2 separate regions of the Dromaius novaehollandiae genome follow, and region 1 is linked to region 2. Evidence: chromatin contacts called from public Hi-C data. All regions are on one chromosome and are shown on one strand. The core of a region is the stretch at or near the end of the contact, and the rest is flanking DNA. Distances in the headings are between cores, read along the strand shown.

Region 1 (2,756 bases), core at 243-2,742, 170 kb before region 2:
TAAAGATGGAGCAGGCTCCGGACTGAACTGACAAGGGGAAAATTCAGTGTAACTCCAAAAAAATAAATATATATATACACACACACACATATATATACATACATACATATATATACATATACATATACATACATATATATATACATAGCGCGGTCCGCACCGCGCCGCTGGACGCGGCCGGCGGGCAGGGCAGCGGCGCCCCGGGAGCGCAGCAGCTCCCGCCGCCCGGGGCCGCTCGGCAGCGCCGCGGGGTCGCCGCGGGCGGTGCGGCCCCGTCGGGGCCCCGCCGTCTCCTCCGCTCCCGCCCGGCGCCGCCGGCCCCGCCGCGCTCCCCGCGCCCCGCGGGCGGCCGCGGGCAGGAGCGGCTCGGCCAGACGGCGCCGCCGCGGCGCGTCCGCCCCGGTCCCGACGGCGCGGCCCCGAGCCCGGCCCCGAGCCCGACCCGCCGACCCAGGGGCACCGAGCCGGCAACCCCCATTGAGGGGCACCGAGCCGGGTACCCCGGACCCAGGGGCACCGAGCTGGACCCTCCGACCGAGGGGCACCGAGCCGGACCCTCCGACCCAGGGGCACCGAGTGGGCGCCCCCACCGAGGGGCACCGAACCGGGCACCAAGCCGGACCCTCCGACCCAGGGGCACCGAGGCGGGCGTCCCCCATTGAGGGGCACCGAACCGGACCCTCCGACCCAGGGGCACCGACCCGGGCGCCCCCACCGAGGGGCACCGAACCGGACCTTCCGACCCAGGGGCAACGAACAGGGCGCCCCCCATTGAGGGGCACCGAGCCGGTCACCGACCCGGGGGCCCCACCGAGGGGCACCGAACTGGGCACCAAGCCGGACCCTCCGACCCAGGGGCACCGACCCGGGCGTCCCCCATTGAGGGGCACCGAACCGGACCCTCCGACCCAGGGGCACCGACCCGGGCGTCCCCCATTGAGGGGCACCGAACCGGACACTCCGACCCAGGGGCACCGACCCGGGCGCCCCCGACCGAGGGGCACCGAACCGGACCTTCCGACCCAGGGGCACCGAGCGGGACGCCCCGCACTGAGGGGCACCGAGCCGGTCACCGAGCCGGGCGCCCCACCGAGGGGCACCGAACCGGCACCCCGACGGCGGGACACTGAACCCGCCAGGGAGCCGGGGCCCCCCCGACCGAGGGGCAGGGCGCCGGGCACCGATCTGGACCCCCCGACCGAGAGGCAGCGAGTGCGGCCCCGCGCCGGCCCCCCCGACGGCGCTGCCCGAGGCGCAGCCCCCCGCCGTCCCCCCGGTCCCCGCAGCCCTACCTGCGGCTCGGCTCGGCGCGGTGGCGGCGGCGGCGGCGGAGCCTGGCGCGGCGCCTCCCGCTGCTGCCGCTGCCGCTGCCGGGGCTGAGCCGCGCCGCGCTGCGCTGCCCTTTTTCGTCAGTGGAAAACTCCGGGGCTCTGACGCAGGCGGTGACAGGGCGCGGAGACGGCGCGGCCCGGCCTGCCCGCCCGGCTTCCTGCCCCCCCGGGCGCCGGCAGCCGGGGCGGGCGCGGGGGGCGGCGGGCGCCTCCCGGTCGCGGCGGCGCTGCCCGGGCGCCGGCGGCCCCGGCGGGGGGTGCGGACCCGCCGCGGACCACGGGCCGCCCCCCCCCCCACACGCCCCCTCCCCGCGGGGGCGGCGGCGGGGCTGGGCCCCCGGGGGGGGGTGTGGAGGGGGGACACAAAGGGGTGGACCTCAAAGGGCCCCAAAAGGGGTCTGGGGCCCCCAAAGGGGTCTGGGGCCCCCAAAAGTGGGTTGGGGGCCCATAAGAGGTTTGGATGCCCCATGAAGGGTCTGGGTTCCCCATAAGGGTTCTGGGTCCCCAAGAGGGGTCTGGGTCCCCCAAAAGAGGGTTGGCCCCCATAAGGAGGTGTTGGTCCTCAAAAGGGGTCTGGGTTCCCCATAAGGGTTCTGGGTCCCCAAAAGGGGTCTGGGTCCCCCAGAAGAGGGCTGGCCCCCTAAGCAGCTGTTGGCCCCCAAAAGGGGTCTGGGTTCCCCATAAGGGTTCTGGGTCCCCCAAAGGGGAGGTGGGTCACCAAAAGGGGTCTGGGTTCCCCAAGAGGGGGTTGGGTGCGTATAAGAGATTTGGATGCCCCAAGAAGGGTCTGGGTTCCCCGTAAGGGTTCTGGGTCCCCTAAAGGCAGTTGGGTCACCAAAAGGGGTTTGGGTCCCCATAAGGGGTCTGGGGGTCCCCAAAAGGGGGTTGGCCCCCATAAGCAGGTGTTGGCCCCCAAAAGGGGTCTGGATTCCCCAAAATGGGTCTGGGTCCCCTAAAAGGGGGTTGGGTGCCTATAAGAGGTTTGGACACCAAAAGAAGGGTCTGGGTACCCCACAAGGGCTCAGGGTCCCCCAAAGGGGAGGTGGGTCACCAAAAGGGGTCTGGGTTCCCCAAAAGGAGATCGGGTCCCCAAAAGGAGTCTGGGGTTCCCCAAAGGGGGGTTGGCCCCCATATGCAGCTGTTGGCCCCCAGAAGGGTTCTGGGTTCCCCATAAGGGTTCTGGGTCTCCGAAAGGAGTCTGGGTCCCCCAAAAGGGGGGGGCGTACTTATAAGAGGCTTGGACTCCAAAAGAAGGGACTGGATTCCCCATAAGAGGTCTGTGTCCCCAGAAGGGATCTGGGTTCCCCAAAAGGGGGTTGGCCCCCATAAGCTGTTGGCCCCCAAAAGAGGTCTGGGTTCCCCATAAGGGTTCTGGGTCCCCCAAAAGGGAAGTTGGGTCACCAAAAGGCGATGGGTCCCCAGAAG
Region 2 (2,849 bases), core at 347-2,846:
TGGACAGCTCTGGAGTTGGCTGCAGTCTGAACTATATGCAGAAAAACCTCTGAGCTAGGTGAGGGCAAATTTCAAGCTCAACCTGACAAAACTGAGCACGGCAGCTGAACTCAACCGCGTGTAGAAAGCGTCCAGATCATGTTTTATTGTTACTTCAACCCAGACTTGGGTTTTTTGGTGCCATTTCTCTATTCCATGCCACAACCACCCTTTGCCCCCATCTAAGTGTGCTGATTCTTACTTGCTGTTGCACAGGACCAATTCTGAATCTTTAGAGTGAATCATCAGGTGGAGGGAAATGCAGGGTCACAGAGAGGCTTAAGTATATGGGAGGACTCTGAAACAAGTCTTTGAGTTATTTTTTGCAAAACTAGCTTGATACCTTTTTAAAGAAGAGGTGGACCAACAGGATTTTTCTTACAGGGTTTCCTTATTCTCAGTTTGGGGGCCTGAATCAAATCAAGGAGACTCAAAACTCCTCATGTCCAGCTTGCCTCATCCTTCTTGTTGTGTCTCATGGAAAAATAAATGCACATTTCTCCATGGGCCATAATTCCAGCATCAGCCCCAATGGAGAGTTAGAAGTGACTTCTTTTCAAAATGTTTCTCTTTATGTCACTCTAAGAGACTGGATTACACCTGTGAAGTCCTCTGCTGGGAAGTGCCTCAAATCTTCCTCCCGCAGAAGTAGCACAGGAGAGCAGCTAGGATCGAGGATGGATTATGGAAGGTCCTGTGTGAGAAGAGACTGAGCAGACTTGGATGTGTCCTCTGAAATATAAAGTTTCCCTGAGAATATGGTATGAGGTTGTAAAATCATGAAAAGGGAGCAGAAGATGAATATTAAGCAACTATTCACTATTTCCCACACCAGAGGAGCCAGGAACACTCAGTAAATTTACCAGTAGGCACATTTTAAACACAAAAGGAAGCATATTTCCTCAGCACACGTAATTCATTCATGGAACTCATTGTTGCAGTATGTTGTGAAGGCTAAAAGTCTAAGTGGAAATAGAAAAATTCATCCACCAGATGCTACTGAACACCTTGGTCTAGATGCATCCTCCAGCTATGGGAGTCCTCAGCTACAGGAGTGTTAGATCCTCTTACAGTCTTCCCAAAGCAGGTGGCACTGGTTGCTGCTGGAGACAAGAATTAGGCTAGGTGACCCTCTGCTCGAGCCCAGGACAGCCCTTCATGTGAGTGGTGAATTGAGATCTGGAGCCCTGTTGCCTCTCCGTGGGTGTACGCCTTGCTCGCACAGTGCTGAACACTACAAAAGCACCTAAAAACCTCAAGCAGACATAGCCTGGGCACGCGTGCTCAGGGAGGAGGCGGATGCCAGGACAGTGCAGACGGGAGCACGGCCAAGGAACGACAACCTCACCAGGTCCCTACCGTGGGCAGCTGCCTCCCAGCTGCTGTCAAGAGCTGGCCACGGCGGAGGACAGCTTCTGCGAGCGCTCCAGGAGAGGATATCATGGGCTCTGTGGGCTTCGCTGGCCTGCCATTCCCTCGCCTCTGCCCTTCCCCGGTGAGCAACGCTGTGCTAATTACAGCTCGGCATGTACTTTTGCGAGGATCCCTGGGGCGGCAGAAGTTGGTACTAAAGTTCAGCTGTAACAGGAGCTTTGTTTAGCGGTGCTGGGACCAGAAGGTCAGCGGCAGCTGCTCTGCCAGGGTTTAACGCTTTGTTCACCTCTGCGCGCTCGTCCATGAAGAATTTCCTGTTTCCCGGGCAGTGCACTCAAGATCCTTCTTTTATTTTGTTAGCCCTATCATCCATCAATTTTAACTCTGTAGTAACACCAAAAAGCCAACCTGCACACAGCTCCGTTGTCATGCTGTAATGCAGTAGCCAGCAGCAGTTCCTCAGTGATTTTTCCCAAGCAACCTCAGAGAGCGCAAGGAAATTTCTCAGCTCGTATTTTTGCAAAGCACTGTTCAAATGATGGCAGTTCTTGAGAGCCATGGGGCTTCACCAGTGTCAAGATATGTAAATCAGGACGAAGCAGAAGTATCAGAATGAAGTCCCAAATTGCAGGAGATAAGCATAGCAAAGTAGCGTGCACAGCTGCTATTTCCCAGCCCAGATCCCACCTAGTCTGCATTTTCTGAGCATCCACAGGGCTAAGGAGTGCACTTGTTAACCTGACAGAAACCAGGGAGAGTTCAGAGGTGGTTGTAAATGAATAGACAAATATCTAGGAGACCAGTACGTGAGGTGGCTTGAGCACACACTGAACCAGGAGTTCCCTGACTTCCAGCCCTGATTGTGCAGCGAAACGAACTGTGCCCCTGGCACCTTCCTGGCTGCTCTGAGCACGTTAGGCACAGCACAATTTGCATCTATGTCGCAAAAATGTCCTTGCCCTTCAAACAGGATGGCCACATCGCTGCTGCCTGTGGGGAATGTCTGTGGCCTGTGCTAAACCCCAAACTGAGCCTGGGCATCTCTTGGAGGATGCTAGCCCATGCCAGGGGCTGTGCTCGCAGTCTAGCAGTACGGACAGTCTTGGGGTGTCGTGTGTGTCCATGCCCTGGAGCTGCACGGTTCAGCAGTCTGGATGCCGCTGATGCATGCACCCTTCCCTGCTGCTCTCAGCCCCAGTGGTCTCACCCGAGGCTGGTAGCACAAGAGCTTGCAGCAGCTCCTGAAAGGCCAGCCCGCCAGCTCTGTAACAGAGCTGCCAAAGTGTTTGCTCAGCCCCTGGAGCTCTCGTCCCCCCGCAGCAGTGATGTCTCAAACTGCGGACACAAGCTGCATCCTTTGCGTAGAATCAAGGCATCTTCGAGGAGATAAAATTACAGCAAATCACATCGGCTTCCCCAGTGCTTACCCATGCTTC

The links. Hi-C and Micro-C count contacts between places; a contact is called where the count stands out from the background.
Region 1: a Hi-C map of liver shows a contact between it and region 2, with 9 times the contacts expected there. The contact joins the promoter of CSRNP1 here to the enhancer-like site in region 2. A contact is called at or near these places in 2 of 4 Hi-C or Micro-C datasets (brain and liver).

What each region holds. Positions count from the first base shown.
Region 1 is chr2:6,603,713-6,606,468 of bDroNov1.hap1, reverse strand. CSRNP1 (cysteine and serine rich nuclear protein 1) reads right to left here and starts at 1,492. Exons shown (of 5, transcript XM_064505706.1): 1 at 1,293-1,492.
Region 2 is chr2:6,438,253-6,441,101 of bDroNov1.hap1, reverse strand. No RefSeq gene overlaps it. Among named protein-coding and RNA genes, the nearest start is that of XIRP1, 110 kb to the right of the region's middle. Within about 2 kb of position 1,596, at least 2 of the 2 cell types and tissues checked have open chromatin away from gene starts, as enhancers often do.